Regions from separate parts of the Bactrocera dorsalis genome. Here region 1 is linked to region 2. A link is a contact called in public Hi-C data. All regions are on one chromosome and are shown on one strand. Each heading gives the region's core, a stretch centred on a gene start, on an enhancer-like site or on the middle of the called end of the contact. The rest is flanking DNA. Distances are from core to core; before and after follow the strand shown. Region 1 overlaps LOC105226814. Region 2 holds the start of LOC105226813 (5-oxoprolinase).

Region 1 (6,957 bases), core at 875-3,374, 46 kb before region 2:
TGGAAATCTTTAGAGTAACCAAGTTTGTCTCTCTGTTTATATGCAATCCTAGTCCCACAGTTTTTGAGATATCGATCTGAAATTTTGCGCACACCCTTTTCTTCTCAGCAAGATACTGCCGGAACCGTCCATATCGAACCATTACAGCATATAGCTGCCACTGATTGATCAAAATCAAGTCCTTGTATGGAAAACTTTTTTGTTCGACACGATATCTTGCCGAAATTTGGCATAAATTATTGTCTGAGGCAACGACACAATCTGTGAAGAAATGGTGATCAGATCGGTCTCTTATAGCATGTAACTGCCATACGAACTGAAATTCTTGTGTGGAAAACTTTTGTTTCCATACGAAATTATTTGAACTTTATAAATGACATTCAAAAAGTATCCTAATTGAAATTCATACCTGCGTTTTCGTTTTTTTGCCTAAATTTTTTATTATCTATTTTTAAGGACCTTTTGACGCTTATTATCCTAAAATAAATTAAATTCTAAAATATAGATTTTTAAATTAAATTGAGTAGTTTATAGTCATTACTCTCTCTCAAAAGTAATTTCATCCTTCAGTGGGAAGTTTATAGTTATTATATAATAGTGATTTCATTCGAAGCTTATTTGTCCATGACAGTCATTTTCTTTTCTTAAATATTCGTACGAAGGTTGTTTTAAAAAGTAAACAAAAACTTACGCCGAGAAATTATTGTATTTGTTATAAAAAGCTAAATATTTAATTTTATTATTAAAATTGTTATTATTTGCTCGTTAATTAATAAAAATTGTTATTATTTGCTCGTTAATTTTGTTGAAGTGTAAACTATTTTTATTATCTAAAATATATTTTATGTGTATATATGGACGCAGGTGGAAATTGTTTTAAAAGCAATAATGTAAATTAAAATTATTCACATATTACACGCTGATTTACTGTATAAATAAATATATATTTATATATATATTTTTTTAGACTACACAAACACCTGAAAATGAACGCTCCTATACGTTACGTAAGAAACCTACATCCGTCACAGAACGCACCACATTCGTTTGTTACACCTGTGGCGGTGACACGCCCTCCTCACGTTTGCGGCTCGTTTATTGCTGTCCAAATGCAGAGCGCGAACCCTACTACCCTTTCATAAAAACGATGAAAGCTTTCAAAAATGCTAGTCCCATCAGTCCACAGGGTGAGTAGTATGATTTAATTTGTAAAAAAATTAAAAAAAATATATATATATAATTTTTCTTTAAAATTACCTAAGGTATGGTGCAAATATGTTCCTCATGCTATGAAAAGCATTTATATTTGGCTGAAGGTGGTAACAACACTACAATGGCGGCGGCTACCTCTACCGGCCGTATATCGGGTGGACCCGCTGACAATAATGCGGCCGCTGGTAGCGGTGCTGGTGCAATTTACAGCGTAGATGGTGACGCAAACCTCAGCAACAACAATGTGATCGCAACAAGCGCTGAGGGTGCAGGACGTTACACACCCTCCGAGAAGTCGTTGGCCAACTCGGATTCGACAAGTAATGTGAAATTTAAGGTGAGCTAAGTTCAAAACAAAGATATCGAAAAAAATCGTACATGTATTTGATTTATGACCACGATATGTGTGTTGAGTGGTGCTTATCAATTTTTCCGCCAGTCGCCGCAAGTCCTCAAATTTCTGTGCTACAAATTAATGCATGTGTGTTTGCGTGTGTGCGAATGTGTTTATCATACATGTTTGAGTGCTTATACTTAGAGTGTTATTAACGTGTCTTATAATAAGTGGGTAAAATATTTTTTACCCTACTACAAAATATTTGCTCTAATAGGCCCACGAACTGTGTGCATAACAGCATTTTTTCATACATATTCAAACAAACAAACATATTTACTCAAGTGTACTACATATTAGTACAAATAATATTCCTACATACTCAATAAATATATATGTATAAATATATGATACGCATTTAAAAAAATACGTGCGGCATCAATGCGATTAACAGGCACTTATATTTATTTTTTGTGTGATAACGTCGAATGTCAATAAAGGTGCCCACTCCATGTAACAGAGGCTATCATTCGGTGGCAATAAAACAGTCACCTTTTGCCTTATCAGGCCAAGCAACCAATTCACTATACATATAGAAGTCAGCAAGTCAACGAGTCAGCGAGCGTCAGCAGCATGCATTGTACTCATATATTGTACACGCTGTCGCGCTCTAATGAATGCAAAATGATTTAAAGATTAAACAGAAGTAGACTACAACAGGAGAACATGTAGCAAAGAAAATACAAAAAATAAAACTTTAACATGGAAGTTATAATACCCTACTCCAGTGTATTTATTATACCATAAAAGGGTATAAAAAGCTCTTTATCTTGATTTCGATCGATCAGTTTGTATGGCGGCTTTATGCTATAGTGGTCCGATGTGAGCAATATGTTCGCAGATGGTAGCGCTGACTTGAAAAATAATGTATACCAAATTTTGTGAGGATATCTTGTGAATTCGAACAATTTTTGATACAAACACTTGAATCCCATCGATCAATTTGTGTGGCGGCTGTTTGGAATAGTGGTACGATTCGGAAAATTTCTTCGAAGATTGTAGGGTTGTCTTAGACAATACTTCATGCCAAACGTCGTGCAGATATCCTGTCAAAAAAAAAAGGTTTTCATATAAGTACTTGATTTTGATACTTCAGTTTGTATGGCGATTTATGCTATAAATAGCCCGATATCCACAATCTCGACAAATGAGCTGTTTATTAGAGAGAAAAGAGCCTAAGCCGAATTTCAAGTCGATATCTCAAAAACTAAACCTACAGATAGGCAGACAAACATGGCTCAGCTCCTCACACTGATCATTTATATATTATATGTATATTTTTTTATGATCTCAAATGTAAAAGTAGTGTTACAAACTTCCTGGCAATCGTAATATACCTTGCTCAGGGTATAAATATGCGGCTAGTAATCAGGCCGCTACATGAGCAGACAGACAGCCAGTAGTGGCTGTTACAAAAATTCCGCTATTATGGGAAAAATACTAAATGTGTGACAATCTATGTATGAAAATGCTGTTATACTACGTCTATAACAATGTCTATAAGCTTAGTAAAAAAAATTATTGCGATGATTGCGATTTTTTCGCGCTGAAGGCCGTTCGTTGGCTAACTTGACGCATTGCAGTATGTATGTGTGTGTGTGTTGTTTCGTGGTAGACGTCAGTTGAGTAAGAGCGTGTTCAATACTCAAGTGAAGCATTTCACTTCAAAGTTCTCAAGTTTTGCTTTTGCGATAATTAAACACTGCTTTTATTATTAGATTTGAATTGGCTTTGGCCGAACCACCTCAATATCATTCTAATGACAATTGTCTGCCTGACGCACGCTATATGACTGCGGCTTTTGTATTTGCAAACATTTATTGAGAATATTTCATTATCAATAGCACCGAATAATATGTCAACATGTGAACAAATTCAAGTCAACAAATGTCACTGATAAGATAATAAGCCTACACATTTTTTTTACTATGCTCGTATAGTATTTATTGTATTCGTAATGAGCTTGCAAATAAATTTAGCTATAAAAAGTAGTGAGCTTATAATACGCCTAGGAAATTAAATGAAATGGCATGTGTGTGTATATACATACATATGTATGTGTGGATTATTTATTATAGCATTTACTGGTTTCGCCCAATAAGCATTGTGCTAGATAATGGCTTGAGTAGGCAAAAGAGATTAAATTAAATAAATATAATTTAGGGTAGCGTAAAAATATTGGGAGATTGTAGCGTTCCTTAGACAATAACCATTGCCAATCTTCGTGAAGATACCATATCAAATAAAAAAGATTTCCATACAAAGTCTTGATTTTAACCGGTCAGTTTGTATGACAGCTATATGTTACAGTGGTCCAATTTGAACAATATGTTCGAAGATTGGAGCACTGCCTTTGAGAATGATTTATGCCAATTTCCGTGAAGATATCTTATGAAATAAACAAGTTTTTCATACAAGGACTTGATTTTCTTTGATCAGTTTATATGGCAACTATACGTTATATTGGCCCGATCTAGAAAATTTCTTTGGCTATTGTAGCCTTGTCTTGGGCAATTATCCATGCCAAATTCCGTGAAGATATCTTATGAAATAAAAAGGTTTTCCATACAAGGACTTGATTTTGATTGATCAGTTTATATGGCAGTTATATGCTATAGTGGTCCCACCAATACAATTTGTTCGCAGATTGTAGCACTGCCTTGGGCAATTATCCATGCCAAATTCCGTGAAGATATCTTATGAAATAAAAAGGTTTTCCATACAAGGACTTGATTTTGATTGATCAGTTTATATGGCAGTTATATGCTATAGTGGTCCGATCAAAACAATTTATTCGCAGATTGTAGCACTGCCTTTGACAATAATTCATGTCAAATTCCATGAAGATATCTTATGAAATAAAAAAGTTTTCCATACTAGGACTTGATTTTGATCCGTCAGTTTGTATGGCAGCTATATCCTATAGTAGTCGAATATCGACAGTATCAACATTTGAGCAGCATCTTAGAGATAAATGGACATGTGCAAAATTTCAGACCGATATCTCAAAATCTTAGTAATATTCCAGTATTCGAAATGTAAATCAAATTGTATAAAAAATCTTATACTTCGAAAAAATTAGCAGCGTTCTCTATTGGTATTTTTAAACGCTTTACAATTCAATAGCGCATTAAAAATAACACAGAATGGCATATCCCAAAATAATTTTAGATTTCTTCGATATTACTTTTGTACCAGCCCTTAGTGCTTACTGGGTTTATAGCGCAAGAATCAATCACTGTGTATTCTTCATGGTCAAATTTGTGAAATTATATTGGTATCTAAACTAGTTTGAGTCAGCTTAATTGAAATGTGCTATTTAGTGTATGAAATTATTTTAAAATATTTTTTTTTTATTGCAGTCCATTTATTGCTTATACATACTAAACTGCGATAACCCTAGCAGGAAGCGTGATTAATTACTGCGTCTTTCTTGCTTAAGGTTAAATTTAACTGCGGCGGCGTAATCTAGCAGACCACAAAAGCAGATTAAATTTAGTGACGAAAATAAATGTTGACCCTGCAAGCACGATGACATCAATATGTGCTGTGTGCCAGCAATAAAAATATATTCGAAAGTGAATTATGATTTTATAATAAATAATAAGCTAGAAAACCATTACTTTCGACTGCACTTCGTCGTCATACCCTTCACAGGTAGATTGTTTATAATATAAAAGCGTATAAAATCGAATTTCGTGAAGATTTCTTGTCAAATAAAAAAGCTTTTCCTACCAAAACTTAAATTTTAACGTTCAGTTTGTATGGCAGCTACATGCTAAAGTGGTTCGATCTAAACAATTTTTTTCAACGATTTTAGCGCTGTCTTGGATAATAATCTATGACAAATTTCGTGAACATATCTTGTCACATAATTATGGTTTCCATACAAAGACTTTATTTAGATCGATCAGTTTGTATGGCAGCTATATGGTATAGTGGTTCGTTCTGGAAAATTTCTTCGGATATTGAACCATTGTCTTGGGCAATTATCCATGCCAAATTTCGTAAAAATATCTAGTCAAATAAAAAAATTGTTCATATAAGTTCGTGATTTTAATCCATTAGTTTGTATGACAGCTATATTTTATATTGGTTCGATCCAGAAAATTTCTTCGGATATTGTAGCTCTGTCTTGGATTATGATCCTTGCCAAATTCCATGAAGATATATTGTCAAATAAAAAAGGTTTCCTTACAAGGACTTAACTTTCTTTGGTCAGTCTGTATGGCAGCTTAATGCTATAGTGGTCCGATCTGAAGAATATATTCGGAGATTTTAGTGCTGCGTTTGCGAATAATCTATATTAAATTTCGTGTATAAATCTTGTCAAATAAAAAAGTTTTCCATACCGAACGTAATTTTGATTGCCAACTTTATATGGCGCTATAAGCTATAATGGTCCGATATCGGCAATTTCGTCAAATAAGCGGTCTTTTGGGCAGAAAAGGTCGTGTACAAAATTTCACCTTGTTAAAGGTATATAAAGCGAACCAACAAATGTCCAACACGCTTGAGATAACATTCACTCCAGCTACCTCTGCATGTTTAAAACTTGTGCCATATGTACACCGCTTTCGAGGAATTAGTTAAAACCAGTAAGCAGCAGTGACTTTCTTTGATATCTAATCACCACGAGAATGCTTAAGTAAACGCTTTTCAATTGCGGCAATTACCCCGGTGTGCATGTGCTCTTGTGTGTTTGCAAGTGTGTGTGTGTGTGTGTGGGTGTTGACTTTGTGACATTTGCCGGTTTATACCGCTATGTTAGTACATAAATACATTAGCTAAGTAAATAAAAATATAAATATAAAAAATTGCGTGCGTATATTCTAGATTATAAAGCACTGCTTGTGACAAAGCAGCAGAATATATTTATTCATAAAATTTTATCTTTAGTATGGATTTGAAAAGTGGCAGTGTAAACCTATTTTTTGATTTATAGCTTTTTTATTCTGTTATTTAAACTTTTGACTGTCGGTGTGTAATATTTTGATTATTTGCTTATACATATGTACATGTATATGTAAATACATGCTGTAGCTTTGGTTTCTTTTAATGTATTAAAATTTGCATTTATGTTTGTATGTCGTACTATGTCTTAGCTATTGTCCGGTAAATGTAGTAATGTAGGTGCCTGCCAACTATTTCACTTCCTTTCCAGCCATACGAACCGATTTCAAATAGTTCTCCATCCACACAGCGCGATTTCAAATTTGCACGACAGGGTGATTCGCGTCCCAATTCGCCGACATCTTCATCTCAGGGCCCTGGCGAGAGTGAGCGTGGACAATATCCGTAAGTTTGCACACATGTAGCTTGGTATTATTTATATAAAACAGTTTAAAGCA
Region 2 (7,004 bases), core at 543-3,042:
AGTGGACCACCTTTTTTATAACACGCTGGTCCAGGATGCGCACCAGCCGATTCAGGGCCGACTACGAAAAGACCAGAACGAAAGAAAAGCATTGAACCGCCACCGGCCGCCACCGTATTAATATCTAATTGTGGCGCTTGTATGGTAACACCGGCCGTTGTGCTCTCAATCACATGCTCATAACTGCCAGCATAGCGTGAGACATCGGTCGATGTGCCGCCCATATCGAAACCTATTAGTGGCGCGTTCGTTTCTCGTGCGCCCGTCATTGCGTATCCGACTACACCGCCAGCGGGACCGGAGAGAATGGCGCGCGCACCGCGAAAGTTCTCCATGCGCACCAAACCGCCATCCGATTGCATGAAAAGCACATCAACACCAGCCAATTCTTTGTCGAAGCCAGATTTGAAACTGCAAGATGTGGATGCTAAATAGTTTCACTTATCTAATTTGAAATTATCTACTCTGATAATGTAGGATATGCAGCATAACAATTTACACAATGTGTTTATATGACATTTGTCTAGTCATTAACTGTCTTAGTTGTCTTATCAAGCACAATTTTATTACCTGTTAAGATAACGTTCTACGTGCGGTGTTAAATATGCCTCGGCGCAGGCTGTGTAACCGCGCGCCACTAAGCGTCGCATTGGCATAGCTTGATGCGAGAGCGTGATGTGCGTAAATCCAAGCTCCTCCGCTATTGCGCCAACTTGCAGTTCATGTACGGGGCACGCAAAGCTATGAGCCAACACCACCGCCACGCTCGTAATGCCCTCGTCGCGCACCTGCTGTAGTGCTGCACGCACAGTCGCCACATCGACGGGCTGCATTTCTAAATATTTTGCGCCCGAAGTGCCTTCAAGCAGCGGCCAAGTGTGTTCTATGTGAAACGAATGTAGTTTAGTTAAATGCAGTCATGCTTGCATAACGTCAAACTTTACCTAATTGACAGCGATTTGCCTGCTCTGGCACAATACGACAATCAATTTCCACTACGGTTTTATATAAATTGGACGGTTTACGTATATTGAGGTCGAATATTTTTGGACGCGCTTGATTGCCAATATATAACAAATCGCGGAAGCCCTCATTCACCACAAGCGCCACAGGATCACCTTTTCGTTCCAGCAATGCATTGGTGGCGACAGTTGTTCCCATACGCACCCAACCGATCTGACTAGTATCCACAAGTCCCTCCGCCGTTACGTCATGACCAGTTTGCTAAAGGCGGATTTATGCAAGAAAAATAAATATAATTCATTTCTGTTTTCCACTTGTTGAAATAAGTTGCTAAATTGCTTGCTACCTCTTTTAGTATGCGTCTTATACCCTCCCGCGGCGCATCACTATATCGGCTGGGATCCTCTGATAACAGCTTCAAAGTACGCACTTTTCCATTTGGACAGATGCAAATTACATCGGTGAAGGTACCACCGCGATCAATTGCAAAACAATATTTTCCATTCGTCAATTCAGCCATTATTAACACTTGTTCTTTACAATTTAGTATGTGTGGAATTTTATTATTTCAAAACGTATGTAAGTATATGTATGTATTGGAGCAAATGCGTCCACTCTACTTGAATGCTAACTGGATTCTGAGTTTTAAAATAGCTATGCATACGCTTATAAATCGTAAATGATTAACAAACGATAACAAAAAGCAAATACGGATCAAATGAAGATATTTTCAACACCTGAACTCAAAGCACAATAATACAATTAGAATTTTTCAAAACAAATAATATTTTGATAACAACTATTCAGCTGGGTGATAGCAGCAATGAGCGTTGCCACGCGTTGACAGCAGCATTTATACCGGCCACAGTTCGATAGACGTCTACTCAAATACTTATCGATAAATAGTCATGTAAACAGCTGTACGATTGTGAAATACTGTGAGTGGAGTAGAATAAACAAGTTTAGCTTAGAAGCTTAGCTAGAAATTTGTTTATTTATGAAATTCGTCGCTTATCATAAGATGTGTGTGTGAAGCTTTGTTTATTGTCATACTTGATATAAGCGCAGCTCTCAATTAAGCGCGTGATAGTTTTATCAATTCATTGTCAACAGGTGTGCCTTTTATTACTCTTACAATATATGTATTTACATATAAACGTATGAATATACATACATATGCACCTAACTATGCTTAAACAATCGTATAATGAGTAGGGACGTACGTATGCATATACATACATATGTATGTGTGTACATATGTGTATGTATGCTTATCATAGGTAATGGTGCTAATACGAGGAAAGTACCATATACACATGCATATGTACATATGTACATATGTATGTATGAGATGTTTTCAGCATGATGCCGATTATTACAGATAGCTGTTTTACATTTTTGTTACACCCAGAAGAAGGCGTCGGATACCCTATAAAAGAAAAATATACACAAATGATGAGTATGACGAGCAGAGCCGATTTAGCCATGCGAACTGGGTCCTCAGTTTCTGAGATAGCAATCTGACAATTGCATAAGACCCAAGAAGTTGCTCATTTGTCGGAATTGCCGATATTGGACAACTATATCATATAGCTGCCATACAAACTGAACAATCGGAATCAGGTGCTTGTATGGAAAACTTTCATTTGACGAGATATAATATTCAAATTAGGCATAGGTTTTTATCCAAGGCAATAGTGCAATCTCCGATCGTCCAGATGTGGTCCGATATAACATACCTAGATGCCATACAAATTAACCAAACAAAATCTAGTTGTATGATTTTTTTTTTTATTGTGATATGTTGTTGTAGCGGTAAAATTCTGCCGAATTGACAGTCCTTGGCTGTATAAAAAAATCCGGGTCCGTTTCGGTTACGTTCCGACTGTCGTGGGAACGGATTTGGGAACTTAGTATATTCTAGCTTCGGTGTAATCGCAGTAACGGTTTTCCTTGTTTTTAACTAAAAACATCAAAAATGCTCAGCTGATACTGGTTATCATATGGCATACTCAAAACTTAATACAGTTATGTACAAATGTACTTACCTGCTTCCAACTCTACACACACACGCCCACTTTCTAATAAAAAACACGTTCGATTTTGTTTTAGGCGCACGAAATAGTTTGAAGTTTTATTGCATTGCCTTTCGTGTTGTTGTTGGTGTTGGCCGTGTGCATGTATGTAAATATGTATGCAGGCGTCCGTCTGCTGTTTGAGTTTGTCGAGTTCAGCGTCAACACACTGTTTCGTATTGTTTTTGTATGTATGTGTGTGTTGCTTTTTAAATTTATTTTTAATTCATAATTTAAATATGCTTCATATCAGTTAATACTTATCGTTTGCTCTGCTTGCTTGGAATATATTCTTATCTTTTTTTGTTGTTGCGGTACAATTAGTCGATAAACCTCAGCCAAGTGTTTTATTTGTTGCTTTTATTTTTGTTTTTTCTTTTGTATTGCCGTTTTACTAACCAAACCTTTGTTGTTGTTTTTTTTTTTAATTTTATATTTGTTTTTTTTTTTTTTTGAAATTCAACACCTGTTAGCTTTTCACATTGAAACATGCAGTAATCAATATTTGTGGTACAACAGTTAATTATTCGTAATTGCTTTATAAGTATATATGCTTAATTTGTATTTATTTCTTTTTAAATCGTTTTCTTTTAATATATTTGTATATGTATATTATTCATTTTTTGTTTTGTTTTTGGAATTATTTACTTAAAATGCATTTAGTATCGCTGCTAACATTTAGTTAAGTGTATATATAAATTTAATCAATTCTTAATTAATTAATTTAATTTAATTAATTTCGTGTTTTGCATTAAATTATTTATTTCTTTAATTCTGTTTAATTGCTGATTTAATTTCACATTTAAAAACATTTTGATTCCATTGTTTATTCGTTTCCTCTTGGTTTACTCTTAAAGCGCTTGCTGTTTTGCAACAATATATGTATGTACATACATACATATACATATATGAGTTAACGCTTCAATTCTTCGTTAATTAACAATAATTATTATTTATGTGTAAATTACATTGACTTTAATGTTTTTGTATATATTATTTAATAATCAATAAATTAAGTTTATTGTAATGTGTGGTTGTTGTTAAATGTATGCAGCAGCACGTGTTTGCATGTGTAGTGTCATAAAAATTGAGTAAATTTTATGGCGCATTAAAAGTGCCGTTATTAATTTAATAGAAAGTGATGATATACAAATACAAACACAATAATAGCGGCCATACACAGGCACACATGTGCGTTCGATCGGTATGTGTAAACATGCGGTTTACTCGTGTATGGGCTTGTTCGCGTACCGATCCATGTTCGCGAAAATGTTTGATTTTTTACGATCGGTGCGCGAGCATGTTTATCGTGTATGGCGTTGTGAGCGCACAAAATCTCATTTCTCTCGTGTCGCCGAGCAGTGAAGATCGCGGACAATTGCAAGTGTTAAGGGGAGAGACTGCTTTAGAGGATTTTTTTGAGGATTTTTTTGGGAGGGAAAGAAATAATTGATTCAAGCGAAATTTCTAGGCTTTATAGTTATATATTTGAACATCTTTCACAAATTTTTTGAATACGAAATCTTTGATATTCTGCCTTTAGGAAGCAATCACCCGATGCATCTCGCATATGCATTTATCAGGAAAAAAAAAATTCAAAGAGATTCATGTTTTTTAATAACTTATCTTCTACTTAAACTAAGAGAATTCCAAATAAAATTTACTTTATTTTTTTAAAAATATGTTCAAACTTGACTTTTCCTAGTTTTTTTTTAGTTTAAATAGAAGACAATTTTATGCCAAAGATAATAAACTTTGCCCAATTCCAACTTTGCCCGCCAATTAAAATAATCGTAAAAATAAAAAACCGAGAGATCGCGCTTTTCGCTTTTTGCCCAAGCGCTCATATACTTGTATGAATCTGTCTGACGCTCGGACACTATTTCCCTTCTAGCTTCGACAATATTTCGAGTTCCAATCTATAACTTTGTTTGTTGTTAGATAATTTTTAAAGAGATTTAAGCGATTGTTTGAATCTTCTAAAGCAGGCTCTCCCCTTAATAAAGATTTCGTATCTGAATTTATTGATCTTATAAAAAATTAATTGGCAATTTGGCAAACGAAAAGTGATAAATATAAAAATAAAATTGAGAAAAATAAAAGTTGGAATAACTTATTAACGAAATACAAAGAAATAGATAAAAGTGCTACATTAGAAATAAAATCGAAGAAATGTTCCGCTTGCCTGTCGCACATGTTAACTGTGTGAAGAACGAACGCAAAATGGATTTGTGTGTCGTGTATGGGCAAACGAATTCACACAGATCGAACGCACAAGTGTGCCTGTGTATGGCCGCTATAATAAACAGCAAGCTATTTGCAACCGCTAGAAATATACTATTTATGCATTTTTTATTACTCACGCATGGTTGCATTTTACTTGCACAACATAATATAATAACATTGAAAGAATATTTTTTAATTAAATAAAAATAAATATTAAAAAAAAAAAATAATAAAAAATAAAAAACTAAATAAAAAGTGAAAAATATAATATAAAAATGAATTATTATTAAAACATACAAAAAAAAAATTTAGAAAAATCATAAGCATATAATTTTGTAAAAATAAAAATTAGAAATGTTTAATTAAAAGCCAAAAAAAACTAAAAATAAAAATATAATAATAAAATTAAAAACTAAATAAAAAGTAATTTTAAAAAAGGCAATAATAAATTTTTAAAATATCCGCTAAAAAAAGAAAAAAAAATTTTATATTAATAAAAATGATTTTATATTTTATTCGTTTTAAATATTTTGTATATATGTGAAAGTTTTATAAAAGAATAAAAATGTATAAATTAAAGCAATAAAATATTTAAAAATAATTAAAACAACATAAAAAATAAAATCTAAATAAAAGGTTAAAAAAATATTATTAGAAAAAGAGAAATAAAATTTTATTATTAAAATATACGACAAAAAAATTTAAACAAAAAATAAAAAAAAAATCATAAAAATTAAAATAATAATAATAAAAAAATAATAAAAAAAATAATAGCAAAATAATTTTATAAAAATATTATATGCATGCCTAATAAAAATGTTTAATTAAAAACAATAAAAAATATAAATAGTGCACTTAATAATACTTTGTTTGTGCAGTTTAAAGTTATAATTACAAGCATGTACGTATGTATTTAAGAGTAAATGAAGCGTCTTTTTCTTATTTCATTTAGGCTTTCGCTTAAATATTGCGTTTGGCGCATTTATTGTTGGTGCTTTAGTTTGCTTGTAAATATGTACTTTATATATGTATATATTTTCCCAATATTTGCGTTTGTTTTACAATCGCATACTTAAATTGCAGCATGCAATACATATATATATTGTACTTATATTTATACGCATCTACATATGTATGTGAGTATGTAGCGCCTTTATAAAATAAAGTTTGTGAAAGCGACAAGTTGAGCGATGTTCTGCGCGAAAAAGTTTAAGAAGTTTATTATTTTAACTATTTTATATTTTATTTATAATTTTTATTATGTTTTTTATTAATATTTTGTTTAAATTTTTTTGTTTTTTTTATTTATTTAAAATGCATTTGTACTTATTCTTATTATTACTGCGACTTTCTTTTATTTATTTTAGTTTAATTTTTATTTAATTATTCCATTAGTTTTATATGTTTGTTTTATAATTTATATTATTATAAATTTTGAATTTTTATTTTATTTTTTTTAAATGTATTAACACACTAGTTTTATATATTATTTTTAAGGTTTTAGTATTTAGTACTTCATAACTTTTTTATTTTATTTATTAATTTTTTTACATTTATTTATTTATATTTTATTATTACAACAATTTTTGATTTTATTATGATTTTAAATGATTGAAGCTTAATCGTAAACGAAATAAACTCGTTTTAAAGTAAAAAAAAAAAAAGTTTTTTTTTGACTGACATTTACGGGAAAATATGCGAAAAACTAATTATAAATTTGAAAGCGCCTTTATTTCAACT

Evidence for each region. Hi-C and Micro-C count contacts between places; a contact is called where the count stands out from the background.
Region 1: a Hi-C map of whole body shows a contact between it and region 2, with 2.5 times the contacts expected there. The contact joins the enhancer-like site here to the promoter of LOC105226813 in region 2. A contact is called at or near these places in 2 of 2 Hi-C or Micro-C datasets (both in whole body).

What each region holds. Positions count from the first base shown.
Region 1 is chr3:6,874,823-6,881,779 of ASM2337382v1, reverse strand. It overlaps LOC105226814, which reads left to right. Exons shown (of 14, transcript XM_019990534.3): 4 at 968-1,187; 5 at 1,263-1,549; 6 at 6,771-6,904. Among protein-coding and RNA genes, the nearest start is that of LOC105226814, 11 kb to the left of the region's middle. Within about 2 kb of position 2,124, the one cell type or tissue checked has open chromatin away from gene starts, as enhancers often do.
Region 2 is chr3:6,828,057-6,835,060 of ASM2337382v1, reverse strand. It overlaps LOC105226813 (5-oxoprolinase), which reads right to left and starts at 1,792. Exons shown (of 8, transcript XM_011205869.4): 1 at 1,310-1,792; 2 at 945-1,224; 3 at 571-883; 4 at 1-411. The coding sequence starts at 1,483.